Regions from separate parts of the Rattus norvegicus genome. Here region 2 is linked to region 1. A link is a contact called in public Hi-C data. All regions are on one chromosome and are shown on one strand. Each heading gives the region's core, a stretch centred on a gene start, on an enhancer-like site or on the middle of the called end of the contact. The rest is flanking DNA. Distances are from core to core; before and after follow the strand shown.

Region 1 (7,314 bases), core at 2,194-4,693:
AATGTAAAAGATTTTAAAATAAAATTGGGTTATACTTGGCAGTTAAGGCTTCTGGCTTGGGCCAATAGCAGAGCAAAATAAAATCTGATTACTCCAGGCATATGCTAATCACTAATGCTGGTCTAAAAGTGTATAGCTTTTTTGCTGCCCATGAAGGGAAGTGTTACATTAGATGAAGCACTTCCAATTTTCATAAACTATGCCAGTAGCAACATTTTAAATTCTCAGAGGATGAAGCACCCTGTTCCAAGTCTTTTTCTGATTGTCTGCTAGTCAATAGTATATTGTCGCTGGAACTATAGTCAGCTAGTATAACCCCAAAAGAGGCTTGCTTCTGTCATGGACTGGGGCTGTTATAGTTATTATTATAAGTATAATAATACTCAGGGGACTATGACAGTGTTGGATTGAAATCGGGTGGCCAGTGATCTAATTTTTTTTCAATATGTTCTAAAAATATTCTAATGAGAAAATGGGTTTTGCTACCACCATCTTCTTTAATCTTATTTTCGTCTCACATTATTATGCATAAACACCAGCCACCATTAGTTTATTGCCTCTGATAAGTAGAGTAGACTTAATTAAAAAGAAAGCTGCAAATAAATACTACAAATGATAACACGACTGTAATGCACTCCCATAGTTTATTCATATGATAAAGCAATTAACAAGAGACCTAGCCAGACCCCTTACCCTCTTTAAGTAGATTATTATAGAGTTCAGGTGCAAACACACATCTGAGAGGTTCACAATAACCCAATGGGGGAAGAAAAAAAATTCTGCTTCCTACTAACCTTGAAAGATATCAAGATTTAAAAAGATGTTCTTTTATCATCATCAATTATCAGTATTTATATTAATAAATATTCGCCACCGTTGTCCACATCAACTCACTGGGGTTTTTTTTTCTTCAAACTTAATTATCCATAAGCTTTTTCTAAGTTTTCAGAAAAATGCTATTAAGCACCCACCGATACATACACAATCACAAAGTGAGTGCTCGGCCTGCCCTTCGTGGCGCGCGGACAATCATAATTCATTCATACTTTGAATCTCATAATTTATACCTATTTTCCCCTCGTTTAACCTCCCACTTATCTGGCGGTTCTATGTACATTTCTAAGTTAAGCAAATTAAATTTGATTCTTATGATTTCGTCCCACGGCTTATATGATATGTTAACTTTTCTTTTGTTTAGATTATGTGTAATTAGTTTGATCGTCCATCCTCCTCTTTTTTTTTTTTTTTAACTTTATTTTTACACACCTTTTAAAGGTGAAAACAGTCTTGGAAAAGCGAGTCCACCAGCAGGGGGCGCAGCAGCCACATCTCAGAAACCAGGCGCGCTGAAAAGTCGGTGGCCGCCTTCCCTAGCTCAACCTTTGCTCTAGTCTCCAGAGATTCGTGTTGAGCGTAATGGTACACCCGGATTAAGCAGAAAACAATGTTTTAATTTAAAGAGTCCCAAATATTTACGCGTTTCTATAAGTCCTTTCTTGGGTTCCCAAGGACTAAAGCAACCAAAACTTAAAGAGAACCTGGGGCAGAAAGAGGGTGGAGTAGAGAAGAAATTATTTATTTCAAGTTTACAAAGATTCTTTACCACAACTTTTCTGGGTCTTAAGTGGGCATAGTTAGCTGAGTGTGACAATAACAGCCAAGCCTGGGAGAATAGGGTTTGGAGACCTGGGGGTGGGTAAGAAGCGGTGGTGGGCAGAGAGGGGAGAATAAACAGGGCAGTTTGTAAGGACAATGAGCGGAGCGTGGCCGGCAGATACCCTTCTGAACGTTTTCTTTAGGCTGACTTGGGGTAGATGAGGGGAGGAGGGGCTGCGAGAGTATTGCAGAAAAAAAAAGTAACCCTGATGGTTTAAGCTCTTTATTTAAAAAAAAAAAAAAATGGCATCGGGACTTTTTTCCTTCTCTCCCCTCTTTTGTACCCAAGTGCATTTTAGCCACAAAGGTTCCAACAAGAGAGTGGAAGGAAACTTAGACGGGGCTTTGTTTGACTCCGTGTAGCGACAACAAGAGAAACAAAACTACCTATTTGTAACGGACGTGGTGCTGTGGCTCTGGGCTTTTTGAGCGCCTGCCGATTGAAATCTTTACGTCTGGACAATGGGAGATCGGCTAAAATTACCCTCTCGGGTCCTGGGCGGGCAAGATTCTTGAGCCCCTACCTCCGCCCCCAGCCCATTCTCCCACAGCCTGGGCTTGCTCGGTCCCGGCTCCTCGGGTTCGGCCGGCCTTCCCTCTGCGCACGCCGCCTGCACCTGCACCTCTGGACCCCGCGCGTTTCCCAGGCCCCGGCGCCTCTCGGCCGGGCCTTCGCGACTACCACTGTGCCAATCAGCAGGGGCAATGCGGGCTGCGCTGCCCCATCCTGGGAACGCTGCGTGGGAGGGAGTTTGTGAGCGCAGCCTAAATGCCACCTCCGTGCCTCGCGGTGGGATGCCAGGAAGTTGCGTGACCCTCCCCCATCCTCTGCCCTCTGGAGCTTCTTTCTGTTGATTCTTTCGTCCCCTAGCTCTCATCTGAAATTGCCATCACTGAAATCCTCTTGTGTCGGGGTTGGGGGTTAGAAAGAGAGGGAGGAGTGAGTTCAAGCTTTGCGTTTGCACCCTTTAGATGGGACAGATTGGTGGAGGAGGGAGTTAGGGTTCAGGACACGTGCTGTGGTTCCTTGAGCCACACCTGAGTCGGCCTAGAAGAAGGCTGTGTACAGGGCCTGGCCCTAGCTCTACAGTCAGCCATATGGGCAGAGGACTCCTGTTTGGGAACCCAGCCGATGACGCGGAAGCCAGGAGGGCGCTGAGGCCTGGGTCTAACTTCTGGTCTGTTCTGTGAGAAAAGGGGGTGAGTGGGTGTTGGCAACAAGGTTGGAAGAGGGGCTGGGACAGAGAGCAGTGCCGCGGATGAGCGGAGGAACAATGGCACACCACCTCCGGCCCTGCCAGCTTCCTGAAATACTAGTTGGACGGTCGCCCCGAACCACCCATGGGCCTCGCCCCACCCTGGCCCCAGCTTTCCGCGCCCCATCCACCCTTATGTACCCAAGAGAGAGCCAATATTCCGTAGCATGGGGGAAAGGAGCTGTCGTCTTGGTGCTGTTTACCCACTTCCTTCGAACAGGCGTGCCGCCGTGACCTGTTGCTGAGAACGGGGGGGATACAAAGGTTCCCCCGCGGCGGGCTGCAGGCTGCGGGCCCGCCTCCCCCGCGCGGTTCGGGGCACAGCGCTCCGCTGCGCTCGGCTCGGCGGCGCGGCAGGCCCCGCCCCCTTTCATGCAAAACCCTCTGGCGAGGCTGGGCTCCGGCGCAGGAGCCGGCGCTCGCTGATTGGCCGCCGGAAACCCATTTATTCCCTGACAGCCCCCATCACATGGATGGTTGTCTATTAACTTGTTCAAAAAAGTATCAGGAGTTGTCAAGGCAGAGAAGAGAGTGTTTGCAAAAAGGGAAAAGTACTTTGCTGCCTCTTTAAGACTAGGGCTGGGAGAAAGAAGAGGAGAGAAAAAGAAAGGAGAGAAGTTTGGAGCCCGAGGCTTAAGCCTTTCCAAAAACTAATCACAACAATCGCGGCGGCCCGAGGAGGAGAGCGACTGTTTTTTCATCCCAATTGCACTTCGCCCGTCTCGAGCTCCGCTTCCCCCCAACTATTCTCCGCCAGATCTCCGCGCAAGGCCGTGCACGCCGACGACCCCGCCCGCGGCCCCTGCATCCCGGCCCCCGCGCGCGGCCCCCGCAGTCCCGGCCGGGCCGAGGGTCGGCGGCCGCCGGCGGGCCGCGCCCGCGCCCAGCGCCCGCATGTATAACATGATGGAGACGGAGCTGAAGCCGCCGGGCCCTCAGCAAGCTTCGGGGGGCGGCGGCGGAGGAGGCAACGCCACGGCGGCGGCGACCGGCGGCAACCAGAAGAACAGCCCGGACCGCGTCAAGAGGCCCATGAATGCCTTCATGGTGTGGTCCCGGGGGCAGCGGCGTAAGATGGCCCAGGAGAACCCCAAGATGCACAACTCGGAGATCAGCAAGCGCCTGGGCGCCGAGTGGAAACTTTTGTCGGAGACCGAGAAGCGGCCGTTCATCGACGAGGCCAAGCGGCTGCGCGCTCTGCACATGAAGGAGCACCCGGATTATAAATACCGGCCGCGGCGGAAAACCAAGACGCTCATGAAGAAGGATAAGTACACGCTTCCCGGAGGCTTGCTGGCCCCCGGCGGGAACAGCATGGCGAGCGGGGTTGGGGTGGGCGCCGGCCTGGGTGCGGGCGTGAACCAGCGCATGGACAGCTACGCGCACATGAACGGCTGGAGCAACGGCAGCTACAGCATGATGCAGGAGCAGCTGGGCTACCCGCAGCACCCGGGCCTCAACGCTCACGGCGCGGCACAGATGCAGCCGATGCACCGCTACGACGTCAGCGCCCTGCAGTACAACTCCATGACCAGCTCGCAGACCTACATGAACGGCTCGCCCACCTACAGCATGTCCTACTCGCAGCAGGGCACCCCCGGTATGGCGCTGGGCTCCATGGGCTCTGTGGTCAAGTCCGAGGCCAGTTCCAGCCCCCCCGTGGTTACCTCTTCCTCCCACTCCAGGGCGCCCTGCCAGGCCGGGGACCTCCGGGACATGATCAGCATGTACCTCCCCGGCGCCGAGGTGCCGGAGCCCGCTGCGCCCAGTAGACTGCACATGGCCCAGCACTACCAGAGCGGCCCGGTGCCCGGCACGGCCATTAACGGCACACTGCCCCTGTCGCACATGTGAGGGCCGGACCGCGAACTGGAGAAGGGGAGAGATTTTTCAAAAAGATACAAGGGAATTGGGAGGGGTGCAAAAGAGGAGAGTAAGAAAAATCTGAATGCTCAAAAGGAAAAAAAAAATCTCATTACCCGCAGCAAAATGACAGCTGCGGAAAAAAACCACCAATCCCATCCAAATTAACGCAAAAACCGTGATGCCGACTAGAAAACTTTTATGAGAGATCTTGGGACTTCTTTTTGGGGGACTATTTTTGTACAGAGAAAACCTGAGGGCGGCGGGGAGGGCGGGGGAATTGGACCATGTATAGATCTGGAGGAAAAAAACTACGCAAAACTTTTTTTTAAAGTTCTAGTGGTACGTTAGGCGCTTCGCAGGGAGTTCTCAAAAGTCTTTACCAGTAATATTTAGAACTAGACTCCGGGCGATGAAAAAAGTTTTAATATTTGCAAGCAACTTTTGTACAGTATTTATCGAGATAAACATGGCAATCAAATGTCCATTGTTTATAAGCTGAGAATTTGCCAATATTTTTCGAGGAAAGGGTTCTTGCTGGGTTTTGATTCTGCAGCTTAAATTAAGGACCGTTACAGACAAGGAAGGAATTTATTCGGATTTGAACGTTTTAGTTTTAAAATTGTACAAAAGGAAAACATGAGAGCAAGTACTGGCAAGACCATTTTCGTGGTCTTGTTTAGGGCAAACGTTCTAGATTGTACTAAATTTTTAACTTACTGTTAAAGGCAAAAAAAAAATGTCCATGCAGGTTGATATCGTTGGTAATTTATAATAGCTTTTGTTCAATCCCACCCTTTTCATTTTGTTCACATAAAAATATGGAAATTACTGTGTTTGAAATATTTTCTTATGGTTTGTAATATTTCTGTAAATTGTGATATTTTAAGGTTTTTTCCCCCTTTTATTTTCCGTAGTTGTATTTTAAAAGATTCGGCTGTTATTGGAACCAGGCTGCCGAGAATCCATGTATATATTTGAACTAATACCATCCTTATAACAGTTACGTTTCCAACTTAAGTTTTTACTCCATTATGCACAGTTTGAGATAAATAAATTTTTGAAATATGGACACTGAAATTATGCCTGAGTCTTTCATTTCTTTGGCTAGCATGCTTGTACATAACTTCTTGGGGGATTGGATAACTGTTCAGCCACCAAGATCTTGGTGTTACCAGCAATGTCTGTTAGCATTAACTGCAGAAGAAAAAAAAATGGCTGGATGATTAAAAACGGGAAACTGAAATGCGCTGACATTTCTAGAATAGAAACTAGAAGCATATATTGTAAGTCCACCCCCTCCTTTCCTGAGCAGCGTGAATAAGCGCGATGTGGGCTTAAGCTCTCTTGTAGCACTTGTTGCCAGAACGAGACGATTCTGAAATTTTTCGTGTAGCTTAGTAGATGGGGTACTGAGCCAAATCAGAACCAGGTTGGCTGGGTTGGTTTTCATTTTCTTCACAACACAATGGCCCTTTGAAATGTGGTTTATAGGGGAAAATGATGCTTCTTGTATCGGAATAATTACAAAGTAGACACGCCGAGTGTACTGCCGGGTAGGTGGTTGGGTGACTCTCGCCCTGCTATTGTATGAGGAAACAAGTGGTTTTCTGTCTTTGTTTCCTGACTTCATAAACTTTGTCCTCTACGTTTTCCTGTTTGGGGTGAGGGAAAAGCGAAGAGCGGCTTGCAAAAATTCCCTTCATTATCATGGACTTTTTATTTATTTATTTCCCCCCTTTCTTCCCCCACCCCCCACTCCGGATTCCACTTCTTAATTTGGCAGCGCGGGTCCAAGCCTGTAGTCCCAAATCGGATAATCTCTGCAGCTGGTTACACGCAAAAGAGAAGCCAGGCAACAGACATATTACAGAAGAAAGCTCTCGACTCCGAGGTAGATATTTCGCGTTGTGCGCTCTGATCACATTTGGACATGATTGTGCTTTTGATCTGTTAACTGTTTTACTACAGTAGTAGAGAGAGGGGGAGGAGAGAGGGTGGGGAAACGAGATTGGATTTGCTGTTTTCTTTTGCCCCAGGAGAAGTAAAGAGGTTGGCGACGTCCTCGGCTGGAGCGGAAAAGTTGGGGGAATCGCCGTGGTCTTTAATTTAAGCAGCGGGTTCTGGCATAGCAGAGGCTGCTGGCCCGCTTTGCTTTTTGTGGGGGGAGGGAGGGACGGGGAACTCCTAGCTTCGGTCATCTTCTGTCCAAAGGCACCAAGAACCAGGAATGGGGCGTCCTTATGGAGTTCTGCATTGCTTCTCTATTTCTAGAGCGTCCTCTCGCTGCACCTCTGCAGAAGTTAGGATCCCTTGGCGCCTTCTGCCCTTCAGTCGGGTACCGGCCGCAGCCAGTTCTCTCAGCCTCTAGGCCTGGGTCGCCTCTTTTGCAAGAAAGTAATTTCTTTCTTGAGGAGCAACTAATGTCCCGTGGAGGATTATGAAGGTCTCGTTTTCTGTGTTCTTATTTCTTCTCGGTCGCTTCATTTCAGGTGTATAGCGGGTTGTTTACTTCTTTATTTTCGTTTTAGGGTGATGT
Region 2 (7,314 bases), core at 2,574-5,073, 670 kb after region 1:
AAAAAGGTTTGCTTATTTCCTGACCCCCCTCCTCTTCGAGCTTTTTCTCACAAGCCACTGTCATAATGGCCAGGCTAAAGGACTGCACCCCTCTGGGATACTCAGAATAAGGCCCTAGGCTATTATGAGCTTAAGGCCTGTACTGGCTGGCCACACATCTCCCACCTCACATATCTTAGGCTTAGTCTTCCTCTCACCTCTGGGCTATCCACAACACCATGTTCAGCCTCACATATTCTACCCAATGCCACCTCTCCTCTCTGGCTCATGAAACCCTATTTGAGCTTTCCTGTGCATGCAACAAGTTAAACCCCTTTAAGGTCCTTTTTTACATCCCCAACTCTTCCAGCCTCCATCCACCATGCTACCTCCACCTCCCATGCTATCTCTACCTACCATGTTACCTCCACCTTGCAGGCTACCTCTACCTACCATGCTATCTCCACCCATCATCCTCCAGTCCCTCTGAACAACTTGCATTCTCAAAATTCACTCAGCTCCAGTTCTTATAGAGTCTTTTTGTTTTCCTGGATTACTCTTTCTCTCTGCTAGAACCCCCTTAGCTAATTTCTCCTGGGCCTCAGTTCTCAGCTTTCCCAACCACAAAGCTGTTTAGGGAGCCACATATGAGCTGTGACATTTTGATCCTTACCCTTGTCATGGATTTTATCAAACACCACTACAGCCAGCTTCGCCTGTCCTCCTACCCCTCACACTGAGCTGTTCATATATGAAACCCTCAGTAGATGTTTGCTAAACAATGATCCAAGTACTTAGAGCAAATGGTCGGATCAGCTTCAGTGGGAAGTGTGAAAACACATACTGGTTATCAACAATTATTTGTAACAAACTGTATCAACTTTGGGAACGTCCATTAACCATCTAACTGAGACCTAGGGAAGGAGATCAACAATCCTCCAAAGCTCTGCACTGAAGGCAAAGACGAATGTGGCAGATTTTGAGAGCTAAAATGGTTCAGAGTGGCTTGGGGATGTGGTTGGAGGTAGTGTGGGTGGGAGCAGGGTGGTGGGTGGGAGCAGGGTGGTGGGTGGGAGCAGGGTGGTGGGTGGGAGCAGGGTGGTGGGTGGGAGCAGGGTGGTGGGTGGGAGCAGGGTGGTGGGTGGGAGCAGGGTGGTGGGTGGGAGCAGGGTGGTGGGTGGGAGCAGGGTGGTGGGTGGGAGCAGGGTGGTGGGTGGGAGCAGGGTGGTGGGTGGGAGCAGGGTGGTGGGTGGGAGCAGGCTGGAGGGTGGTGGCAGGGTAGAGCCAGGGTGGTGGGTGCAGGCAGGTGGGGGCAGGGTAGTAGGCTGGAGGTGACCTAATCATATGGTCTGGTTCCTGCCAATGAGCTAAGGAGGATTCTTCTTTTCAACTCTACTTTGATCCTAACCACTGCTCTCTACTGCCAGACCCTCATGCATGTCACAGAAATGCATTTCAGCTCTGATGACACGTTGTCATGGATACCCACCTACTGCATTGATGGCACTCATTTCATCTTGGGTTTTCATCATTGCTGTGTAGACCTTGGAACTCATTTTCTCTTACATTTCTTCTCACATTGTAACTTGGACTCTGCTAAAAGACTCCTATTCTCTAGACCAACAGAACAGCTGTTTCTTTCATTTGCTAGAAATATTTCATAGATCCCACTAAACCCTGAAATAGCCATTCTAGAACCATGTACTGACCCATGGTAGACTTGAGACCACTGGCACTTTAAACGGTGCCACAGATCACAGATGATGCAGGAGGTGGAAAGGACCCAGCACCACACCGTAAGCACCGTGGGTATAAGAATTGTCCTTCAGTCTCTCTGCACATAGTAGGCATCATCAACAGCACTGCAGTCCTGAATCTAACAGCAGTGTTTCCACATGTTTCCATTTTGGAATGATGTTCTTTTTTGAAAGCAGTCACTTTATCACTCATAGTAGCGATATTCTTGTAGCTTTAGTTTCTAGCAAATAAATTAGCATTCAAAACTAAGTCCATATTAACAAAAATGCTATTTAAACACCAAAGGGTAGGTAGTGTGCAGTTAGTATAAAAATCACGAGAGTAGTCAGGAATAAGTGAACTTTGATTTAAAAAAATTTAAGACTTGCATATCAAAACTTCAAATTAGACATCGATGTCGCTTATTTGGATGTTTTCCGTCCCTCAAAATACAAGGTTTGCTTTAAATCAGCAATAAAAGTATTTCCCCCTAATTATCTAGGCTTTCTTGATGCCATTTCAAAAAACAAGTATCTGCCCATTCTCTTCATCCCTGTCTCATTCTTCCTAAAAACCATGAAGTAATTGTTCTGTGGACTATAGCACTCACGGGTGCGGGTGCGCCAAAAGGAAAAGAAAGACAAAAGAACCCTTCAGTCCTGAGATTGCCAGAGGCGTATGCAAACCTTGAGAAAGCAAGCTGGTGTGCAGGAAAACCGTTTTCATCACTCGCTCTAACCACCCGCCTCTTTCTTAAGAAGAGGATGAGGCCCACAGGACAATAAAAGACTGCGGAACCACACAAAAGTTCCACATGTACCTCCTGAGTGGCCTTCAAGGGGGTAAGGACAGGAGGTGGGCGGAGGACAGGCTGAGAGCTAGGCAGAAAGGCCCGCTTTCTGGAAAGGCCGCTCACCTTACAAAAACATAATTCATCCTCGGGGCCCCTGCTCCGAAGATCTTGTTATCAGAAAGAAACAACAACCCAATAATTGTAACATCAATAATACGCAGAGCTCTTAGCGGTCAGGGTTTCTGCAGTGACCCAGTGGATTGCAGGAGGGGATTCTGTGAAGCGCCCTTATTCCGGGGGTTGGGGGGGGGGGGTAAGTGGCCACAGCTGCTGGTGCACTCTTGGGCCAGGTCCTTCTTTCCCTTCACGGCGGCCCCCACCCCCACCCCCTATCCAAATCCAGCACTAAGGAGCCAGGCAGAAATGGAAGAGAGAAAGGCCAGGGGGAGAAAAGTTCATCCACAGCAAGCAAAAGAGGCTACCCACTTAGGAAGAAACTGTGGGGTTGGAGAGGGGAGCGGAGCGGAGGCTGGGGGATCTGCGGGGAGGGAGGCACTTCATTTTAATGCACCACAGACAGAGTGAGATCTGATACTGGCAAAGTTTCAAGGAAGATGGGGGCGAGGGGGCGGGAGGAGAAGAAAGGACTCTTTGACTGCTCCGTGCTTCTGAGTTTTCCTGAGGAGGAGCATAAGGTCCACTGGACATTCTGGGAATAATAATGAGAAACACACAGCATCAAAACACCAAATGAGGCTGACGATTCAACCTCCTCGTGCATCTGCGCCCACAAAACAGGACTTCAATTAAACAACCTTGCAGATCTGAACAGAAGAAGAGAGAGCAGGGGGATTTTTTAATGAACCAAGTCCCTTTTGGTCAAAATTCGATGTTTGTCCTAAACTTCAATTCCCAAGTGAGCTGTGGACCTGTGCTGACAGAGGGAGAAGACCAATTTCTGTCCAACAGTTTTTGAACCAGTGCCCTTCCCTTAGCCAGGCACCTATACAAATTGTTTCAACCAAGCTGGGGGGGGGGGGGTGAGAACTCTAAATGACGTGCTTTTCCGTTTTATGTTTGGTTTTGTTTTTCTGTTTCAACTGGAACAAATACATCATATACAAAGACCCTGTCTAGCATGGCATCAAGACTCTGTATGTTTACAAAAACAAAACGCAAGCTCACCCAGTAAAAACAAAGAGCCGGTGCCTCGCCTCAGGTCACACACAGCAAGAATTTTTACCCATGGGTGTTTTTACTGCCGCAGTGGACGCATGTCATCTCACCACTTGCATGGCCTTTGGCCTTTGAGCATTGGACCTATGAGCTCTGTCTGTGACTGCACTGAAGAAACACACGCGCCCTTGGGAAGGATGGGCCAGAACAGTTCAGGAGAGTCAGGTCCTCTGTCTTCAGAGGAGTGTTAGGAGAAGCTTGGCCTTCTTTCTGCTTTGAAAAAAGAAAACGAAAAGCAAACAATTCACATTTGAAACTTGTAGCTATTTATAAAGCTCTGCGTTTGAACTCCTAGAAACACACTCTGTCTCTCTCATCCTCTCTCCCCCTCTCCTCCCTGGCCTCCTGTCTCCCTTCTCCCCTAATTTCCCCAAATTCATTCTACCTAGCAATCTCAACAGAAATCTGGAGGGTAGGGACAAGAGAATTTGAATGACCTTGGCTTCTATTCCCCTCTCCGAAACAAAGTTCCAGTACCTTTTAAAATACAAGCATTTTAAAATCTCTGAGAGCGATTTAAGAAAAATGTATTTAGCAAAACAAGAAAGCCAAATTTACAGATTTGTAAGACAGGAAAGTGAACTAACCCGGCCCTGCTTAGGGAGCAGTACTATAAATGAAACTCAGGGAGGGAGGCAGGATTTCAGGAGTGGGCGTGCGTGCGAAGCCGGCACACCTCCCTCCTTGTCTGTTTTCAAGGAGCTTTTTGACAACTACAGAGTGTGCAGTGTGGAAGAAGTTATACTCTCTACAAAGCATATGAACTTGGGTCAAAAATAGGAGTTCCGACGGGAATCCGGACCAGGAACGTGGAAAGACCAACTCAACCAGAGAAATGCAAGCATGGGGGATGCTCGTGGGCTCCCAGTAAAACTATGAAATAAAGATAGAAACTGAGAGCTGGAGTGGAGCTGTTAACGGAGTGGGGACAGGCTGTGTGCGTGGGTGTGGGTGTGGGTGGGTGTATATATGTGTGTGTGTATGTGTATGTGTTATGTGCATGTGCATGTGTGTGTTCATGTATGTGTATATGTGTGTGTGTTCATGTATGTGTGTATGTGTGTATGTGTTGTGTGCATGTGCGTGTGTGTGTGTGTGTGTGTGTGGGTATGTTGTGTACATGTGCACATGTATGTGTTTGTGTGTGTGTTGTGCGTGTGTGTGTGTGTGTGTGTGTGTGTGTGTGTGTGTGTGTGTGTTGGGGAGGAAGGAAGGCCTGGCTTTTTCCACAGCTCCCCTCTGGCAGTTCTACCAAGAAGCCTCTCTTCCCCTACAGAATGAGGCCAGATCCCGTGCACTTTGCACTATGGGAAATAAAGAAGACCTTAAGCTGGAAGGCAGGAGTCCCAACTCCCAGGGTCGACTCCCAGTGTCCACCCGGAAATCACTTGTCCTCTCTGGACCTTAGAGCTCATTAAGCCATGAGACATCCGCAGAGATGCCATCTCATCCACAGAGGTCAGAAGTGGGCAAGACTGACCAGACTAGATACTTTGGCCCAGTGTAAAGAGGAAAGGTGTGTGTGGGGTGTCTGACCTTCCCCACACTGCCATCACAACCCCAGGAGTACACACCCAGCAGCTCTCTCTTCCCCTCAGAACCAGGAGAGTGCATTAAGTGTGCTCGACCTGCCATGGCCACACACGGGGTCAGTGCTGGAGTTGTCTCTGGTAGGTGGGGATGGAAAGGCTAGGTCCCTCATTTCTAACCTCCAGTCAGCTCCAGTGTGTCCTCCAAGCTCTCACTGCAAGAGTTTTCAGCTCTGTCTACATTTGTCCATCTCCTTGTCAAACTGATCTTGTGGACAGCTCAGTCAGCACACAGCCGGGACCAGCCAGTTCATATTCTTACTCAGCTTTTAGGGCATGCTGTCTCTGCGCCACCGGACATGGTTTCACCATCGGAAGCAAATATGTCTGGGTTACCCCATGTTGAGTAAATTTGACTTTGAGATATCTCAGAGTATTTAATAAAATGATGTGCACTGTGACATTCTGTAGTATGTAGCCTATGAGGTCTTCCAGAACATACGTTTCAAAAACCATTCTTTATAGACCATTGTTTAATCTGTCAAAGTGGGTTTAAGATGCAAAGATTTGGGGGCTGGAGAGATGGTTCAGTGGTTAAGATCACTGACTGCTCTTCCAGAGGTCCTGAGTTCAACTCCCAGCAACCACATGATGCCTCACAACCATCTGTAATGGGATCCAATGCCTCTTCTGGTGTGTGAAGACAGAGACAGTGTATGTACATAAAACAAATACATCTTTTAAAAAAGATGCAAAAATTCACTAAACCACTTGGTTATTAATGTCACTGTTTACAATGTCTCTGCTTTGGGCTGAGCAACTCATTACAGCATGGAGAGCCCTCCCAGTGAGCTCATTTCCGGCAGTACTCCAATGCAGAAGACATAATAGTAATGCAACCCAAGAGGGGCAGTGCAGGAACAACGTGCAGAGGATGCAGAAATGTCAGCAGCGCTTGGCCCACCTAGTCAGAGAAGAATGGTCAGAGCGTGGGCAGTCATTCCTTCAAGGCAACACCATCAGACAACGGAGAGCTGGGAAGGCAGCCCTTACTCAGAAACCCAGAGGACTGGAGCGCAGTTCTCAGAACCCACAGGGAAAACCAGGCTGTGCTGTATGCGCTTAGAATACCAGTCCCTGGGAGACAGAGACAGTGTATGTTGAGGGGGAGTGCAAGAGAGGTGTGTGGGGAGGAGTGCAAGAGAGGTGTGTGGAGAGGCATGGAAGGGTGCTGCCACATTCTTAAGTAATCATCTAGTTCATAGAGTTTCCTGTTTCTTGTATTTATGGTTTCCTCTTCCTTTTAGGGCATGTGATCGATATATATTTTTTACCTTCCTGAGAGGGTTCATTCCTTCGAGAGCCTTCCCATAGACGTATTGTTTTCCTTATCTGTGAAATGCTTGAGTGCCAGCCTCTGTCTAACCTCGTGTTACCATGAGAAACCAGTTAAGTTCACACTTGTACATTTCTTCTCTTTATATATTCCTCAGAACAAGAAACAGTAAACAATATCCATCACATTCTCAAGAAAAGAGCAGGGTCATGTTTTCTCAAGCTGCTGAGACCTAGACACTGAGAACCCGTGTGCCGTTCAACTTACGCGAAGAGTCTTTGTGTTCACAGAGAATGATGGATTTAGAATTCCCTAGCAGAGTGCTGAAGGCAGGCTTCTGTCTCATGAAGGAGGCAAATGACAAGGCCAAGGCAGCTTCTGTTAAAGGCTTTTTGGGATACTGTCACTGAGGTGAGACTAGGGCTCATCCACAGACCTGTGCTGTTGACCTCCAGCACGAGGGAGCCACTATTCACACCACAGTTTCCACAGTGCTTCACCTCTGTGGGTCTGCTAATAGGCCGGACTGTGTGGGCACACGACCATGACATTTACATCACTGTCAGGTCTCATGATGAGCTAGGAGGTTCTTGCCTCTGAGTTCTCTGTTAAAAATACATTTTTCAGATCACTGCTTTCTGCAAAGTGTGTTGGGTTTGCAGGAGGACCAATTCCACTGTTCTATTAAACAGCTGAGCAAGGAT

Evidence for each region. A called contact is a pair of places that touch in the nucleus more often than the background predicts.
Region 2: a Hi-C map of frontal cortex shows a contact between it and region 1, with 2.9 times the contacts expected there. The contact joins the enhancer-like site here to the promoter of Sox2 in region 1. A contact is called at or near these places in 2 of 12 Hi-C or Micro-C datasets (Schwann cells and frontal cortex) and 1 of 1 datasets of contacts at active chromatin or transcription factors (oligodendrocytes).

What each region holds. Positions count from the first base shown.
Region 1 is chr2:119,461,688-119,469,001 of GRCr8, forward strand. It overlaps Sox2 (SRY-box transcription factor 2), which reads left to right and starts at 3,444. Exons shown (of 1, transcript NM_001109181.2): 1 at 3,444-5,855. The coding sequence starts at 3,807. The coding sequence ends at 4,766. The region is part of intron 4 of LOC103691527 (a long non-coding RNA gene); the gene reads left to right.
Region 2 is chr2:120,126,413-120,133,726 of GRCr8, forward strand. No RefSeq gene overlaps it. Among named protein-coding and RNA genes, the nearest start is that of Rnu6-1158, 370 kb to the right of the region's middle. Within about 2 kb of position 3,824, at least 47 of the 93 cell types and tissues checked have an H3K27ac peak or open chromatin away from gene starts, as enhancers often do. A contact at or near this core is called in Schwann cells, where this site is marked.